2 separate regions of the Drosophila melanogaster genome follow, and region 2 is linked to region 1. A link is a contact called in public Hi-C data. All regions are on one chromosome and are shown on one strand. The core of a region is the stretch at or near the end of the contact, and the rest is flanking DNA. Distances in the headings are between cores, read along the strand shown. Region 1 holds the start of Dci (Dodecenoyl-CoA delta-isomerase). Region 2 holds the start of cue (cueball).

What was found. A called contact is a pair of places that touch in the nucleus more often than the background predicts.
Region 2: a contact with region 1 is called in a Hi-C map of the Kc167 cell line, with 2.3 times the contacts expected there. The contact joins the promoter of cue here to the promoter of Dci in region 1. A contact is called at or near these places in 2 of 107 Hi-C or Micro-C datasets (the Kc167 cell line and wing imaginal disc).

Annotation. Positions count from the first base shown.
Region 1 is chr3L:848,028-854,419 of dm6, reverse strand. Dci (Dodecenoyl-CoA delta-isomerase) reads right to left here and starts at 3,074. Exons shown (of 3, transcript NM_138221.2): 1 at 2,706-3,074; 2 at 2,527-2,646; 3 at 1,747-2,467. The coding sequence starts at 2,978. The coding sequence ends at 2,072. Cep290 (Centrosomal protein 290kDa) reads right to left here. Exons shown (of 13, transcript NM_001274298.1): 8 at 6,009-6,392; 9 at 5,285-5,944; 10 at 5,099-5,231; 11 at 4,052-5,040; 12 at 3,659-3,986; 13 at 3,340-3,595. The coding sequence ends at 3,404. dpr20 (defective proboscis extension response 20) reads left to right here. Exons shown (of 7, transcript NM_138222.3): 3 at 10-124; 4 at 277-514; 5 at 573-750; 6 at 815-951; 7 at 1,015-1,700. The coding sequence ends at 1,139.
Region 2 is chr3L:1,515,961-1,521,910 of dm6, reverse strand. It overlaps cue (cueball), which reads left to right and starts at 4,640. Exons shown (of 4, transcript NM_138269.3): 1 at 4,640-4,998. The coding sequence starts at 4,905. It overlaps Psa (Puromycin sensitive aminopeptidase), which reads right to left. Exons shown (of 6, transcript NM_167886.1): 2 at 3,115-3,734; 3 at 1,148-1,964; 4 at 1-777. The coding sequence starts at 3,237.

The sequences.
Region 1 (6,392 bases), core at 1,825-4,324:
TCTGTGCAGGTATGGCCCCCACTTCGAGGATGTGCAGCGGATTGGTCAGGCCACCAATCTCACCGTGCAGGCGGGCTCCAGCATTCACCTGAACTGCAGGATCTCACTGCTGCAGGATAAGACTGTGAGTTTAGATTATGAGATGCTATTCGAATTGAATCGAATTGAATGATTTTTCGGGGTCACCATATTTAGGTTCATTACTTAGTCTCAAAAAGATAAATCCTTTTTAGTTGGTATAACATAAAAATGTATGTTATTTAACTTTAAAAACAGGTCTCTTGGGTGCGGCACAACACGCAGGACGAGGGCAAGGACAATGGCAACGCCCTGGACCTGCTGACAGTGGGCATGCACACGTATACGGGTGATAAGCGCTACAAGATGGAGTTCCAGTACCCAAACAACTGGCGACTGAAGATAACCAATGTGAAGAAGGACGACGAGGCTATCTACGAGTGCCAGATCTCAACGCATCCGCCACGCGTCATTCAAATCAACCTGCACGTTAATGGTGAATATCCAACTCTCTGATGGGTAGCAAGAAAGGGATTTAGTATGCTTTAACACAGCTCCGAAAGTGATGATAGTGGACGAGGTGGGTGATCCGCTGCAGGAGAAGTACTACGAGATCGATTCCACGCTACAGCTCTCCTGTGTGGTGCGAAACGTGGCCATGACCAGTTCCGTGGTCTTCTGGAAGCACATGGACAACATCCTTAACTACGACGTTACTCGCGGGGGAGTGAGGTGAGTGAATTTAGCTTGGTCGGGGTCACCATCAGTAAGGTTCATTTATTACGTATCCTCGCAGCGTCAAAACCGAACTGATGGAGGATGGAGCCAACTCGACGCTCTCGATAGCGAAGATCAGTAAAACGGATTCCGGCAACTACACATGCTCCATCAGTGAGTTCCAGAACTTCACCATAGTGGTTCACATTCTGAACGGTGAGTTGGTGTAGAGTATTCATCTAGAGTAGGAACCCATATCATATCAGCAATCTCTTCCAGGCGAAAGCTTCGCCGAACTGCATCATGGTGGTGCGGTTGGATGGCACAGCACGTGGTGGAATATGGTGATGCTGCATGCAATGGCACTCCTTGTGCTAAATAGTCTAAGGGGGGAGTTTAGCTAAGGTAGCTTAACTAGGACTAGGTAAATTGAGAGAACATCGTTCTCCCGTAGCTCTTTTTGTTGATTAATTGTAAAGTTTTTGAATTTGGAGGGGCAGTTATTGGAAATAACTTAAAACGCAGCCTAAGTTTAACTGGCTATTATAGATATGTTTCTACGTCTATCATCAATTTGTACATGAGCAGGCACGCGTAGGATTAAGCTAGGATTAAGGACTAAGCTCGAGTGTATTTGAAATCCGGAGAGAGGCCAACGAATTTCCCTAGCAGAGTGTCTCACAGTCAGAGTTCATGGTCTGGCCTAGATCTAGATCTATATAGATCTAGTTGATACAGGAATGTAAAGCGTAGTGTAATCTAAGTCACCACCAGTTCATAATCACGGCTTGTGCGGCAAGGATCTCAGAGCTCCTGGGGGAACTACTCACTCAATGTTGAACTAGTATAAAGTGCAATACGGTCATATACATATTATATACATACACACTCGCGGCAGAAGCATCAAAGGATATGTTAATAAACGAATACTCGTATGTACGCAATAATAAAGTGAACTATACATGAATCCAATTTGAATTTCGCAGAAGGGCGGGAACATCGATGGAATTTAAAATATATTTATATATTTATTCATATATTACACATTCTATTATCTTGACCACAGCTGTGCGATTCATTCACAAACAGGTAGGTGGCGTTCTTCAATTGTTTTTAATCAGCACTTTGGCAATATATTGGTACATATGTACATACACAGATAGTGCAAGAGATTAACCTATGGTTATGGTGCAAAAGGCACACATTATGTCCCTAATCTAATCGCTAAGAAGTCTATTTGCTTTGATGTTTGTGCCACAAGAATTAGCATTCATATCTCTTGGGTTTTAAAATAGGCGGACAAAATCACTGAGACGGTAATAAACTTAAGCCGTATTTATAATTTCGCCTTGTTTTTACGGCTGGCAAAGTCTATGATGGCCTGGGCAAACTCGGGATGCTGGAACTGTTGGAGCAGCTGCTTGCACTCCGCCTCGTTGGCCTTGATGAGATTCTCCAGGAAGCCATCCTTGACGAGGCGTTTCCCCTGCAGAAGGGAGTTCGTCGGCAGCTCGGAATACTGACGCAATTTGGGCCAAATCACCGACTCCAATTCGCTGGCCTTGAAGATCCTCGAAACAAAGTTGAACTGATATGCCTCCTGGGCGCTCAGCGGTTCGCTTAGCAGCAGGATTTCCGACGCCTTTGAGCGCCCCAAGATGAGGGGCAGCATATAGGAGGAACCGCCCTCTGGCACCAATCCCAGTTTGGTGAATGGCGTGTAGAAGTAGGTCTGCGATGGTATTTATCAGTCAAGTCATGCTGCCATAGCAAATTTGAGGCAATACCCACCGTTTCGGAGCACCAAGCCACATCGCACAATCCCACAATGGTGGCTCCAATCCCAATGGCAGGTCCGTTCACCAGGGCAAGCACAATCTTTCTGCAGTTGACGAAGCTCAGAACCATGGCCTTCAAGTAGGGATTGGATAAATTATAAAAAAATGAAATGGGATATACAGATGTGCCACCTTGAAAGTCGCATTGGACTGCTTGAAGAAGGCGTCGATGTCATCGGTATTGGAGGATTGGGACAAGTCGTTGCCGGACGTAAAGATGTCACCCACGCCGGTGAAAACCACAATGGTTACGCCCTCATCGTCGTTGACCTCGGTCAACACACGGGTCATCTCCTGGTAGGCGACCCTGTTGATGCAGTTCTTCTTCTTCGGATTGTTGAACTTGGCCACGAGCAGCTTGCCCTGCTGCTCCACAAGCAGTTCCTTGTATCCTTGGTAGGTCATCTTGCTGCCAGTGCTGTGCGCGGAATGAGCGACAAAGTCCAATCAGTGGATCATTTTACTGTGATTGCCGGTAGCTATTGTTGTTTAATTCATCCGATTAGTGGGCATCAGGGGTATTCCAAGCCATACAGTTGATAAGCGATAGTTGGTGAACTGTTCACTGTGACTGGCAAATGGCTTAGTGTTTTCTTAATCTGGCAAAAGATACATTATTTCATGGTTTAAATATCCTATTAAATAAATTTAAATATCCTGTAAAACAAAATTCGGGGGAATCCCGTAACTTTCACATCCCCAACGATTTTAGCCCACCTCGATCTGGCAACTCTGCATTGGGCGCCAAATTCAAAACAGCAGCAGTGAAAAAAACTTTAGTTTTATTCCTCTTTTTTCCTGTACAACATTCATCTTATGATCAATACTGGTTACTCGCTGATTTCATCGATCACGGGCACATTTTGCAGTTCGGAGCACTTGCGTTTCCACAAGGCCAGCTGTTCCCTCAGGACTTTTTCCTTGGCGGCAGCACGGGTCAGAAGTACTTTTGCCTTCTGCAGCAGCTGCGTCTTTTTCACCAACTGCTCCTTGATGAACTTGAGCTCCTCGTTGGCAGCGTCCTTTTTTTTTTAAATTTCAAACACAATTATTGCCGAAGGTGTATTATTACGAGCGGTACCTACCTTGCTGCGTCCCCCGCATTGGCTGCACTTGGTGGTTCGCTTCTGCAACTCCTGCTGCAGAGCACTGATTTTCTCCAGCGCCTCTGCATGCTGCTGCTGCAGACGTGCCGCCTCTGCAGGCGTGGAGTCCATGGAGCTGCGCGACTCCGTGGATCGTCGACCATCCTTCAGGAACTTGTTCTCCGATCGCAACTTCTCCACGAGATTGCGCAGCGAGAGGATCGTCTGCTCCGCCGATTGGCCCTGATTTGTGCTCACCTTGAGGCCACTGCCCAACTCTCGACGGGATTCGTTGCGAGCCATCTCCTCCTTCAGGGCCATGATGTAGCTGAAAAATGGGGGTGGTGCATAAGTCTCGATTCACACGCGTGGAAACTGCCGCTCTCTACTCACTCCTCCAAGTGCTTGATTCGCTTCTGCAGCCGATCGCTGCTGTCGCCCTGCCTCAAGAGATCCGAGTCGAGCTGCAGCTGAAGGTTCCTGGCCTCCAGTCGGATGTTCTGCGCCTCGATGGCCTGGCAGCGCTCTTGCAATTTTTCCAGCTCCGTGGTCAGGGCATTGCTGCCCCTGCCCTCCAGTTCCATGGCGATGATCTTGCGCTGCTGCAGCTCAATGCGCGACTTGAGCGCCTCAATAAGGTCCAACTGACTCTGGTCAAAGATCTGGGTGTGATGATGCGCCGGAGAGCTGCACTCGCTGCTGGGACCCGTGTAGGTCTCCGGACTCTCCGAAGGCGATGGAGCGAACTTGCTGACACCCACGTGCTGGAGATTCGGACAGGATGGAGTGCGGCAGCACTTGAGGTTATTGCCACCGGAGCTGTTGCTCGGCGGACCGTTCCTGCCCAGCTTGGACTCCAGGATTTGCTTGTCCTTTTCCAAGCGCGCTATTGTGGTGCGCGCTGCCTGGAGAAGGGCACGGGTCTTCTCCAGCGCCAGCTCGGTCTCCTCCAGCCGGGCCTTGGTCTTCTCCGCCTGCTGTTGGTACCGCTTCTGCTTCTCCCAGAGCTGCACCTCATTGGCACTCCTCGTGCGCTTGGCCTCCAGGAGCGTCTGCTGTCGCTGCAGCTGGCCACGTGCCTCGTCCAAGTCCAATTCCAGCTGCTGGATTCTCTTCAGCTGGTTCTCGTTCTTAACCCGGGCATTCAGTTCCGTTTTAATGGAGACCACAGGGCGTTTGAGTAGCTGCTGGCGCAGCGACTGGCTGAGATCCCTGGCCTGCTTTTCGCGCTGGGTGACGTTGGCCAGCTGGCGGCGAAGTGCCTCCATTTGGGTGTGATAGATCTTGTTGGTGGCCTCGGTGCGGTTGAGATCGGCAGCCAGCTTGGCTATCTGGTCCTCCGAGAAGTTCGAGGTGTCTTTGATGTAGCGCTGCTGGTCGTCCTGCATGTTTAAAACTTTTAATAGTAGAGATGAATATGATGGTATTGCTGGGCATTACGTGGAAGTTCTTGAGTGTATCCATCAGATCCTTGATGTGCTTGTCCTTCTCATCCAGAAAGATGCGTAGCTGATCCAGTTCGGGATTCACGGTGCTTTCGACCGACTTCTCCCGCTCCTGGCACAGCTTCAACCTGTCGAATGTAACGGATTAAGATCATGCACAACTACTTACTTTACAACTTACTTCTCCTTTAGTATATCCACTTCCTCTTCCCTCGTCTTGAGGCTCCTTTCGCTGTACTCCAGCTTGTCCTTGAGATCCTTGATTTGCTTGTGCAGCGTCGGCACTTCCTTCAGCTCCTCGGTGTCCTGCTTCTCCTCCTCACCTTCGGGCTCTTCGGTAACTATGTTCTCTGGACCTGCTTCCACTGGCACTTCCAACTCTTCTTGGGGTGGTCTCTCCACTGAGCTGCTTTCGAAGAGCTCCTCGATCTTCTCATCCGTCAGCTCGTTGACCGAGCTATCGGAACTGGAACTGGACCTCGAATCCGTCGACGGGTTGCGCTCCACGGGGACCTCGGGTTTCTGTCTCAGCTTCTCCTTAAGGCCCTGAATCTCTGCATCCTTCGTCTTGATGTTGAAGTTCAGGTTGTTAACCGTGGCCCTCAGGGATTCGTTTTCAGCCACCTGTTTGCTAAGTGCTTGCTGACTCTGATCCCTCTCGGTTTGCAGAAGGTCCTGGTACTTTTGTATGGACTGGTCCTTCTCCAGGAGCAGGGTGTGGAACGAGAGTATGGTCTTCTCCACCACACCACCTTGCGGACTGGCGGACTCGCGACTCTCCGATCTGGAAGCCTCCAACTGCTTGCCAAGGATCTCGATGCGCTGGTTGGCTTCCTGCAGACTGTTGGGCATCACCATTTATAGTTGCAAATAGTTATTTACATTTTTTACTTGGGGGAACTTACGTTTCTTGCATTTTTTGTAGCTCCGCGCGGGAATCTCTCCTATTGTCCTCCACTGCATCCGCTGTCTGAACGGCTTGATTCTGCTGGCTGAGAATGCCATTGGTTTGGACTGCCGTCTCCGAGAACTCAACTTGCGCCTCCAGCGTTTGAGTGGCTGTATCCAGGTGCGGATGTTTTCGGAGAGGCGACCCAATGGGCGATGACTCCCTGTCTATCAACTGGACGGCCCTTCTCATGGCCAGATTAGGAGCCACTGCATCGGTATTCGTCTCTGCATCCACCTTGAGTTGACTTCTTGGCTCTCCTTCACCGAACAAGGCCTGGATGGTGCTCCAGTGCTCGGTGTCGGTGGCCTGGCTCATCCTCAACTCACCCAATTCCCGA
Region 2 (5,950 bases), core at 3,391-5,890, 670 kb before region 1:
TCAATCCCAGACGATCTAGAGGCGGCAGCTCCATCTTCTCTACTGCGGGCATCAGCTGTTCTAGCATTTCTTGCGAATAGCGGGTGCGATAGTAACCCACTGTTCCCGGATTGATTTTGATCCAATCGTCCTCATCGACGTTGTCGAGTGTCACCTCCATTGAGGACTTGTCCAGCAGGAAGGTCTTGGCGATCCCTGTGGGATTCTTTGAGGTAGACACCGAAATGGGCACCACCCATAGGCAGTTCTCGTCCGCCTGCGAACCATCAGCCGTAAACTTGCACTGCTTAAGGCGCAGCAGGCGTTGATTCTTGCTTGTTTGTTCTGACTCGACGCTAACCACTGGGAAGCCCTTGTGCTGTGTCCACGAGGTCATCACGTCGCTCACGTTCTTGGAGCTGGCTTCTTGCAGAGCAGCCCACAGGTCCTCGGTGCAGGTGTTTCCGTACTGATGACGAGTTAGATACAGATTCATGCCCTTTCTGAAGGTATCCTCGCCGATGTAGTCGTGCAGCATGCGAATCACCGAGGCACCCTTATTGTAGCTGATTTCATCGAAGATCTCGTCGATTTCGGACGGATGGCCCACGGGCACCTCGATGGGATGCGAGTTTTTCAGAGAGTCCAGCTCCAGGGCTCGCGTGTACATGTCTGTGACGAACTGCGTCCAGATGTCATACTCCGGGAACAGGTGGTGTACGCACAGGAACTCCACGAAAGAGGCATAGCCTTCGTTCAACCAAAGATGGGTCCACCACTCCATAGTTACCAGATTGCCTACAGTTAAATGGATTGATTAGGAACACATCAGTAAGATAACTTTAGTTCTGCAATGATAAAGGTCATGATTGTAAACAGAATCCGCCAGGGGATTAGCCTTAAGCATTATATAAATGTCACCCAGAACTCATCCATTTTAAACATCAGAGTCAAGACATTGACACTAAAACCCTATTGGAGAATCGATACCTAAACCATCTGCATACCAAATTGAGTTTCAGGTGCTTCTGCGTCAGACGAGCTGAACTGAATACATCGGTGAATCACAGAAATCATATTGACTGCTGGTGCACTTTAAGACAATCCCGCTGGTCGATGAAGGCGAACCTCCATTTCGTTGTTACCGGATATGGAAAGTAGTACTCACCGAACCACTGATGGGCAATCTCGTGACCCACTGTCAGCGCAATCGACTGCTTGCGCATCAGCGAGGTGTTCTTCGGGTCCACTAGCACAAAGGTCTCACGGTAGGTGACCAGGCCCCAGTTCTCCATGGCGCCGGCCGAGAAGTCGGAGATGGCGATGAGGTCCATCTTGGGTAACGGATACGCGATGTTGAAGTAGTCCTTGTAGTACGGCAGCACCTTGGTGGCCACCTCCAGGGCGAAAGTGCCCTGCTCGCGTTTGCCAACGGGTGTGAAAACCCTGACGAGGACGCCATCGTCGGACTTGCCCTCGACATAGTCGTACTCGCCCACTACGACGGCCACCAGGTAGGTGGACATGATGGGCGTGCGGTCGAAACGCACTCGTCGCAGACCGTCTGGAAGGGAATCCTCCTTGATGACCGGCATGTTGGACAGAGCCACCCGGTCCTTGGGCACCACCAGTGTGATGTCGAAGGTGGCTTTAATGGCGGGCTCGTCCCAGCAGGGGAAGCAACGTCGGGCATCGGTGGCCTCAAACTGGGTGACGCCCGCAAAGCGCTCTTCGCCGTTCGGTCCGAAGTACTTGCTCCTGTAGAAGCCCTTCATCTTGTCGTTCAACTCGCCCGTAAAGGACATATGCAGTACGCCTTGAGTCTCCGCCGGAATCTCTTGGGCAAACTCCAGCGTGGCCGTCTCATTTTCCGCAGAGTACACTATCTTCTCCGGCTTCAGTTTGCTGCACTCAAAATGGAGCTCTACCGAATCGAGAACAATGTCCAGGGCATTCAGGGTTATCTGGGTAGTGGGCTCCTTGACCTGCAAGACAATCGGTAACCGTTAGGTGAGCAACCCGAAACTTTAAGCCCAAAACCAGTCAGCAGAAACAGTTAGCCGAGTTGGCCGACAAGAATGGCCAGAATCCACAAACAGTTACTTCAAGGTCGTAGAAATGCGGCTTTCTGGACTTTGTTGTAGGTTTCCGGCTTAAGCCAAGCGATCAAAGCGGTCAAAACGAGTTTTTGGCGAAAATTATACACTGACCAAGGGAGGATCCAACCGATTGGATCTCTAGTTTATGAACTAACTAATGGTATCGTAATTCTTTCACTCGTCTTATCGGAATAATGAAGCTCGAAAAATATTACCAATTTGCATTAGCTGGCAGCACATTTTTGTTGATTTATATGAATAACGAGTAGTCTTTTATAAGAGATGAATAATTTTGCACTTCATTGATATGTATCTTAAAAACATAAATAAAATTTTAAGTATTTGAACTATGCTTATTATTTGATAGTAGCTCAGTTAATAGCATGTTTTAGATACCCTCTTAAATATATTTTGTAATTTTTTATGTTCTGTTAGTTTGTTTATGCTTTTAGTTGATAGCATTCAAAAGACCCTCCCATTTTGGTATTTAGTGAGAAGTAGCATTCTAGGCTGATCTCGGTTAAGTTAATCTTAGTTTTAAGGTATTAAAAGTGCGACTTATGAGCGGATAATCATTTCCGCTGCTGACGCAAGCAAAACGTAAACAAAATCCACCGTTATGAGCGGCGTTCGCAAAAAGAGATTGTCTCGAATAAATTTTGCGCGGTACCCACGAGTGCCATGTCCAATTCGCCAGTCATTCCTTCTGCCGACAAAGAAATCGCACTTCCTAGTGGGTGTACTCATATCCATATCTATATCTCTATATCTATCTGCCCATCAGTCTGAGCGTTTGCTTGCATGCAAATTGCAGCGTAAAGCGAAATGTTAACAAGGAGAATGTCCGATCCAATCCGAAATATTTTTTTTGCCCACGTCAGGGGAAAAAGTTCGCACAATGAGGCGCAGAAAATAACAATGCGGGAAAAGTGAAAGTGGCTGGAGCGGAGAGAAATGGAAAGAGACGGAGGATACAGTCGCAACTCCCTAACTGAAACCGCTTACTCGATTAATCCCAATAGCGATCTGTACTCACATTGACTTGCACCACGGTCTTGCCCGTGAAGGTGAACTCCTTGAGATTGGGCTGCAGGAGGAGCTCGTAGTGCCTTGGCACCACATTGGTGGGCAGCCTCTCGAACTTTGCCTTCTGGGCCATCTTGCGCTCCTGCTCCAGCTGCTGCTCCTTGCTCAGTAACTGTGTGTGTGCCCGCCTGATCTGCTGATAGTTGCAACCCGGATGATGGCGATCCTGGCCTGGAATCACGTCCGCTGATGTGTGGGCGAGGATGGCGCGATACTGACTGCACAAATCTCCCAGCAACGGAGCGTCACTGCTCTTCAGAGGGGCTCCAAGCGAAACGGAAGAGAAGTCCCTGTAGAACTGCTTTTGCACCTTCACAAATTGCTTCGACGAGATTAGCGCGTTGAGGTGGCCGCTTTCTGCTCGAAAAAGATGCTTTACTGAGGTGGTCTTATCTGCCGCTCCGCTGGGTTTCGGATTCTGCTGCTTCGGGGGGTTAACTGGAGCTGTCCGATAATAGTTAGCAACGATTCGGGGGGAGCTGTTGTTATCGCCTGTCGTTTTTAGTAGCAACAAAGGTGTTCTCGGGGTGTTTCTGGCGAGGAAGTGGAAACTCTGAGTATATCTGGCAGCTGGAAGTGGGAAAAGCTGGTTAGCACCGGGACACAAGCGTGAATTGCACTGATAAGCGTTGTTATTTGATTAGCTATTGAGTTTGGGGGCGGGGTATAGGCTATGGGGCAAGCGTTGGCAAACCTTCGCACAAATGCTGCTCAAAATCTGAGTTTGCCTTGGCCAAGTCCAAGTTGAGTTTGCCCAGTTCTGCAAGTACAATTACTAGCTATTAATTACCGATTCCAGGCGTACTCCGGACTTAATTTAGCGGAGAAAAAAACGAACAATATGCGGCGGCAGCGAACAACACGCTTCGAGTGGCCCACTTGGAAAGTGGAACGACTGGAAGTTGGCCGCTCGAACGCCGATCAGCTGTTCCGCCGCCCACACTACCCGCTAAATGCCTAACTGCACTGACATAAAATATTGTGTAATCACCGTTTTTTAACTTCCAAGCCTGCTTGGCCGTGCGAATACCGCCTTTCAGTGCATTTTTGTACATGACTTTGGACCGAAAAAGTTGCAAATGAAAATAAAAACACTAGCAGCAGCGTAACTCTACAACAGGCAGTGTGTAAAATGTGGCAGACTTACCAGCACTGGCGACTAGCTGCCAGCCGTTAATTTTAGTTTGAAAATATTTCTGTTATTCCTTATCTCGAAAGTCTGATTTTTGGCTTGCTCTAATGGATTTAAAACACACGATATGCTTTGTGATTTTTGAGGCACAGGCAATGTGTTTGACGTAGTTTTTCGTAGTTTTTACCCGCTTCGCACATAAACTATTCATTTAGTAAAGGAACTGTATTGTAACGGTCCAGAGGGGAGGTTCCGATAGATACTGCAAAGCATGGGAATACATCGATACATTTCGCAATCATATCTATGATTCCCCACCACTATGTGCACCCTCCGATCAAATCAAGTGACTTTTAAAGTTAGTTTAAGAAATCTTGTCGGATCGAAAGGTCGTTAGCGTTTTCCGTGGCGCGTTCTTTGAAGCCCCCTCCGAAAGTCCGTAAAAACAGCGCGCTGTTGTTTCCTATCCCACGTTCGCGCAAATCCCCTTTCCGACTGGCCAGGCAACGGCAACTACGGCCAGGCGCTTCTAATTTCCGCAACCTAACCATAAAGCCAGGCGATTGTGCAATCGCAGGTGTCCGTTGGCTATATAATCCACCTGTAAAATGATCCGCATCCGATTTGGAATGGATGTGCTGCTAGTTTTGCTACTTGCCACATGCCTGCTGACCCCTGCACATGGAACGCCACTGGAGTGGGGTAAGAGCAGCTTCCAGTGGGAATAGAGGTGGAAAAGAACAGTTGCGAGGAGCAGGAGCACCTGCCGGCCCGCTGGCAACCCTGGCGCTTAACCTTCATTTCACAGTCGACTTTCAGAATTAGAAATCAATTCGACATAAACAATGCACTCAGTGGAGTGAAGGTGGTCTTATGTAATCGGTTGACATTAACAGCAGCATATTCCCGCACGCAAGTGTTCGTGCGCCCTATCAGCTGACTATCGGAACTGCCCCGTCCGGAACGAAATCGTTTTTATCTCCTTTATCAGTGGCAGAGGCGCGCTTATGGTATAAATGCACACGTCGCTGTTAACAACTGATAACTAATGGCCAAATTCTAATGCCAGATACTCATTGTTATTAGGCGTTATGTTGTTGTTGCGCTTTCCCCTGGAAACATTTCTCTCGCGCTCTCTTTCTCTCTATTTACTTACTTGGTTCAACGTGGCCGGCGAAAAGCAACCGTAAAATACAGTTGAACCTTCCCGAAATGCCGCTTTCCAAACTGGAAAATGTGTTGGGTAAAATTTGAATTGCAATCATTGTTGCTTTGAACTCCAACTCCATAAAATGAAATCTGCATTTTATAATACATTCGGAGTTCTTCAAGTTTCGATTATATTAATCTGGAAATCCTCTTTCCACCAGGTGAAGGTGAATATTTGAAATTGATTCGAACTCCACGAAGACAGTTATTTTCTGGCAATGAATGACAATCCCTAGCCGCCACATGGTGGATGGTTCATCAGGGAGAAGTTGCACTGTAATCGGCATTTGCCACCACTCGAGCCGCCATGTGGCCGTATAACTTTGTCACGTATGCCACAGCACCGGGTTTGCCGGTTTGTTTAGATTTCGGAGACTGCTGGTGCTGCGATTTCTAAAATTTCGTTGACACCGTGGGTTTCGGTTTCGGTCTCAAACGAAGAATT